Regions from separate parts of the Pan troglodytes genome. Here region 2 is linked to region 1. Evidence: chromatin contacts called from public Hi-C data. All regions are on one chromosome and are shown on one strand. Each heading gives the region's core, a stretch centred on a gene start, on an enhancer-like site or on the middle of the called end of the contact. The rest is flanking DNA. Distances are from core to core; before and after follow the strand shown.

Region 1 (2,712 bases), core at 79-2,578:
AAATAGTAAATGTTTTGCAAAAGAAAGAATCATGTCTCCACATTCACCCACCCTTTCAACCCTAATGACCAGAAGAAGGAAAGATTCTCAGCTATACAGCTACCAATGACTAACACTTTGAGGATTCAGTTTGGATATGTTGTTTACTTTGGTCTTCTGATGATTAGCTATTTTATGCATGGTTTCAATCAATCAGGGAATGTTTATTAATAGAAGAGACTTTCTTAATTAATATTCTCTCCATTCCTTCAACAAAAGAGAATTCCTTCAACAAAATACAATTCCTTCAACAAAATAGCAACTATTATATGTTAGGCCCCAGTATAAGGCTGCAGGGATATCAAAACAATAATCTCTTCTCTGGAGGAAATGGAGACAGATACGGTTACAAGTCATTATAGAACAATGCAGACTTACAGAAATGTGTTAGATGCATAGGGCACTTCATAAGCTTCAAGAAGTCATCTGGTGTTTAAGGTTAGGAAAATGGGTGTGGATATGGAGATGGTGGTCACGGAGGGTTTCCTAGAGGTTAGCAGGACTGACTTGAATTATGAAAGGTTTCCTTCAAGTTATTTGTTTTTTTTTTTCTCTTGAAGATAATACTTCTAATGGAAGCTTGTAGACAACATTCATTAGGTCATTTTTTGGTGCATTTATAAGAAACCCCACTGTTAAAAACAGTTTTTTGATTCACTGAAAAGTCCAGGGGAAGTTTAATTTCAGGAGGCGTGACTGGATTCAGGGGCTCAAATGAAGTCCAAAGGGCTTAAATTTTATCCCTTAGCTTCATTTTCCTGTTTTGTTTTGTTTTGTTTTTCTGGAAAGATTATCTCCACCTCTCCACCTGGTGGCCTGTGGCACCTGGATTTAACACATCCTGCCAGGTTAGTAACTTCAGTGGAAAGAGTTCTTTTCCCATAATTTTAGTAGTTGTTCCTGGGAGGGGTTTCACTGGTCTAGTTGGTTCAAATGCTTATCCCTGGACCAATAACTATGACCAAGGGATGTCAGGAATGTGTACTATGATGGGCAAAGCCTAGCTCAAGTGCCCACCACTGACACCTAAGAATGGGGTACAAATGAAAGAGAGAGAAGAGGAGGTGCTTCTCCAAATAATTGGAGATTTTAAATTTAAATAGGAGAAAAGGGATTTCTGGGCATGCAGAAAAAAAACCCAGATGTCCATGACAATAGCTTTTTGTCAAAATATTAACAGTGACATAAACATCATATTTTACATTTTAAGAGAATAGACATGACTTAAAATGTTTGTCAGCAATGGAAAGAACCCTGAAAATTAAGTATAGTTGTTACAAGTTTTATTGGTTTCACTTCCTGCCTTTAATAGAATGTGGGTTTGTACTTTGAAATTTCAAATGTTACACAAATGAATTGATGATTGCTTTGCAGAAATAGTATCTCCACTTAATTGGGCCTTTTTTGGGTGATGAAGTGATGTTTACAACTTTTAAGCTAGTTTTATCGTCTTCCACTGAAGGAGTTTGTCTCACTTGACTATGATTCCAACAATATGATGGGTATAGGCGGCTGCAGTGAGCCTCTGTCTGCTTATTTTGCTCCTTCTGTCTTGACAAGCTGAATGTCACGCAAATGTCTCAAGCCTCTGCACTGGGCAGGCAGGAAGCCAGAACCAGTAATAGAAGCAGTAGGCACTCTGTGAATACTTGCTGATTAATTTTAGCTCCATAGGCCTGATGGGTTTTCCATCCCTATAATTACCATCAGCAAATAGTTATTGAATGATGTCCAGCATATTTTTATTTCCCTTTTCTTGATCCTGATTTTCATTTTCTATTTTACCTCTCTGTGATTTTATCACATGTGTTTCTATTCATCAGACTAACAGAGCCTCCTGTGATTAGTTTATAATTACTCAGTTTTATTTCTACCTATGAGATATCTTTATCTGTCTGTCTAAATTTGTCTTTGTTATGACCCAGTTCAAGTTCTTTCTGGAATTAGGGAAAGGATGAAGTGTGAAAAAAAAGGAATTAAATAGTTCGGTTATTGAATGGCTATTTTGTGCTTGATGCTATATTAGTACATTTCCACATTTGCTTTACAAGTTAGTCTTTCTTATTAGAAGTAATGCTTAACAAGCCTACAAGTACTGACTGGGCTCACTTTATAGAGAAAATGGAGAGCAGTGAAGGGTGAGGAGGTTATGAGTTATGGATATGACAAATGGGGAAAGATCTTACAGAAGAGAGATTGGGGCCATCCAAGAAAAATCATTATCTTTGTGTAGACGGCATTAGAAGGATGAAAAATAACTTTAGATATTACTTATGCCTTTAAGAAAAAAACTTTAAAAGATGCTAGAAAATAACACATACTTATTGTAAAAGTCCAAACATACAGAAGGTAGAAATGTATAAAGGTAAAAACTTCCTCACACAATCCCATTTTGCAGATGTAACTATTTTTTTCTTTTTATATTTTGATGGCAACAAATTTGTAACTATTTTTGAGTTTTTATGTATATTCCAGATCCCCCACCCCATTATTCCCCTCTTTAAAAACTTTTATTATGTGAAATAGAAAGTAGAATTGTGACTATCAGAGGCTGGGAAGGGCAGGGGGAAGGGGAGGATGGGGAGAGATTAGTTAACGATTACAAAATTACAGCTAGATAAGAGGAATGAGTTTTGATGTTCTGCAGTACCATAAGGTAAATGTGATTAACTA
Region 2 (2,712 bases), core at 120-2,619, 410 kb after region 1:
CAGAGGAGCTTTGAGGTTTGGTCAGAGAGGATGAGTGGGAAGAAGGTCAGGGCAGTGCTGGGGAAGAGAGGGCAGAGTGCTAGGTAGACTCAGGATTGGTCAGGATGGGCATCATGGAAGGTCAGGGGATTTTAGAGCAGGAACAAGGGTATGGCTGAATTGACCTGCCATGGAGTCCTGAGCAGACAAGAGAATACAGAAAGAGGGATTATACACTGAGGGTGGAGGAAAGGCTGGCTGGAATCCAAAGGCGTGTGAGAGACATGTGTCCATGAGATTGCAATCACAGAGGCGATTCAGAAAGGTCAAGGTCACAAAAGAGAAGACCTGCTCCAGGCAGGGTTGTCCGGTGGCTGCAATAGAGAAGGAGATCACGGGAATCAAGAGCAGGAAATCATTGGTCCAAGAGCTGAGGTCACTAGGGATAATAGCTAACCACTGGCCCCTTTTAATGGCATGTATAATTATAATCCCACATGTATTGGTTTACTTGCTATTGTCTATTTTTCACCATACCAAACTAAATTATAAGCCCCTCAAGGGCAAGGATGAAGTATGTTTCTGTGTGATATCCAGTGTCTGTCATAGTAAGAAATATTCATTAAATATTTGGAGAGCAAATGAATTAATGATTGAATGTTTGACTACAGCACACCACTTCTCACGAAAATGACTTTGTTTATAGCAATTGTGTAGTACCAGTGGAAAAACACTTGAGACTGGGGAGTAGTGAAAACATAGTTTTACCAAGCCGTGAAGCTCTGGATTATATACAGTTGTTTGTATGATACCTAAGTTGTTCTCTCCATTCTGAAAGTGTACGTACTTCAAGGGCAAGAGCCAAATCCTATATAATCCTTATGTAATACTTCCTTTCTATCCACAGAGCAGCCAGCAGGACTCTAGAAAAATAACAAGCAGATGTATACAGCCTGGAGGAGGAGGTTTTATAGTGAAACAGACTTCTATAGAGTTAGAGAAAACTGCCCCATCACTGATCTTCAGTAACTTGTTTCCTCATCTGTAAACTAGGAACAAAAAACAGGATGCAGCACATAGGGTTGATGTAAAGCTTAAGTGAGATAATGTGTATACTCATCTGTCAGTGCCAGGTACATAGCCCTCCATGTAAGACAGCTAAAGATAAAAATACTATTTTATCTGTTTTTTGGACTGTGTAAGCTGCAGTTGGATTTAGGGTTTGTCACTGTTTGTAGCAACGACGTTCTCATGCTCTTCTCAGTACCCTGGCCAAAAGGTTTGCTTCAGCAGCAGTGATTCCAGACCCCAATTCTGCTCTTCTCCGGAAGCAGGTATCTGGACGCTCCCACAGCAGAGGCTGATGACCTCAGGGGCTGATCTGGGCAAGCACAGCTCTATGCTGCCCTCTGGTGGATGTATTTTGGGCTGCCCCTTCCCTGCCATGGACTTGCTGCTGTGCTGACATTAAGGTGCAAAGATAAACTATATGAAGAGCACCTATGAGGAGGTTCTTTGGAGATTACAGGGTAATGAGGGAGGAACGCACTCCACCAATTGTTGTGTTTGGTTCAGCTTCTCAGTTCTACAATCCTACTTCTACCAAGGGAATGGCTATTTCTGCACCAATGAAAAACTCATTACCTCCAAGGGATTTTGGAGGTTAATCAAGGTGGTTCTGAGGCTCTGAGAGGGGCAGCGTCGAGCCTAAGATCACACAGTTAAACGACAACTTTGGCCTCTTAAGCTCTGTATTATAACCATTTGCAGACCACTTTCTTTCTGTAAGGAAAAAGTCACAGGGCTCACTGTAAAATGCAAATTATTCTGGAAGGGCATCTGCTTTGCCTCAGCTGAAAGTAATCTAAATGGCCGTAATAGACCCAGGAGCCATGTTTATGTCTTCTCTTTTCCTCATCTATTACAGCCAATAAATAAGCAGGCTCTTCGGTTTTCCATATCATGTGTCTTATTCACTGTGCTCCATCTCATCTGCTACTAACTAGCTCCATTCCCTATCTCTTTGTTTGGATGACTACAGTTGTCTCCTAAGGGCTCTCTCTGCTTTTCTCCTCCCAGCTCCTTCACGATCCTCATTCCTCCCAGCAGCCAAGATGAGCTGATACAAGTCCTGTTTAAAACTCAACACTTCACCCTGGTCTAGACATCCATATGTGATTTCAATCTCATTGTATACCCATGCCCCCTTGGCTCTCCATATTCCAGCCAACCTGAGCCCTCTTCCATCACTCCAACATGGCCAGCCTTTGCCTTTGCACTTGCTGTTCTCTCTGCATGGAATAGTCTTCTCTGCACACTTCTCATGGCTGGCCCTTCCTCTTCTTTCATCTCAGTATAGATGTCTCCTCTTAGAGAGGCCGGCAATGACCACCCTATCTAAAAGAACTCCTTCCCCCAACATTCTCCTTCCCCAATATGGCAGCTCTTGTTATGCGTTTCTATGAATTTCCTTCATAACAGTAATCACTACCCGTCATTATCTTGTTTATTTGCTTAATGCATGTTCTCCATTAGAATATAACTTCCAGGAGGGCAGACTCTTTGCCTTCCCATTGCTGGAGTCTTCTCAGTGTCTGGTACATAACAGATACTCAAAAAAGTGCTTAGTGGAGTGGAAGAGGAGTACTTTATAGCTTGTGGCATTGGCTAACTTTTCATAACCTGGCCCCATCTGCAGCTGCTCCCCTGCCATACCCAGCCACGTAGAACCAT

The links. Hi-C and Micro-C count contacts between places; a contact is called where the count stands out from the background.
Region 2: a contact with region 1 is called in a Hi-C map of a lymphoblastoid cell line, with 2.9 times the contacts expected there. The contact joins two enhancer-like sites. A contact is called at or near these places in 3 of 7 Hi-C or Micro-C datasets (blood, a lymphoblastoid cell line and stem cell-derived neural progenitor cells) and 1 of 1 datasets of contacts at active chromatin or transcription factors (stem cell-derived excitatory neurons).

What each region holds. Positions count from the first base shown.
Region 1 is chr4:141,127,938-141,130,649 of NHGRI_mPanTro3-v2.0_pri, forward strand. The region is part of intron 1 of NR3C1 (nuclear receptor subfamily 3 group C member 1); the gene reads right to left. Among named protein-coding and RNA genes, the nearest start is that of NR3C1, 21 kb to the right of the region's middle. Within about 2 kb of position 1,329, at least 2 of the 24 cell types and tissues checked have an H3K27ac peak or open chromatin away from gene starts, as enhancers often do. A contact at or near this core is called in a lymphoblastoid cell line, where this site is marked.
Region 2 is chr4:141,538,747-141,541,458 of NHGRI_mPanTro3-v2.0_pri, forward strand. No RefSeq gene overlaps it. Among named protein-coding and RNA genes, the nearest start is that of KCTD16, 340 kb to the right of the region's middle. Within about 2 kb of position 1,370, at least 2 of the 24 cell types and tissues checked have an H3K27ac peak or open chromatin away from gene starts, as enhancers often do. A contact at or near this core is called in a lymphoblastoid cell line, where this site is marked.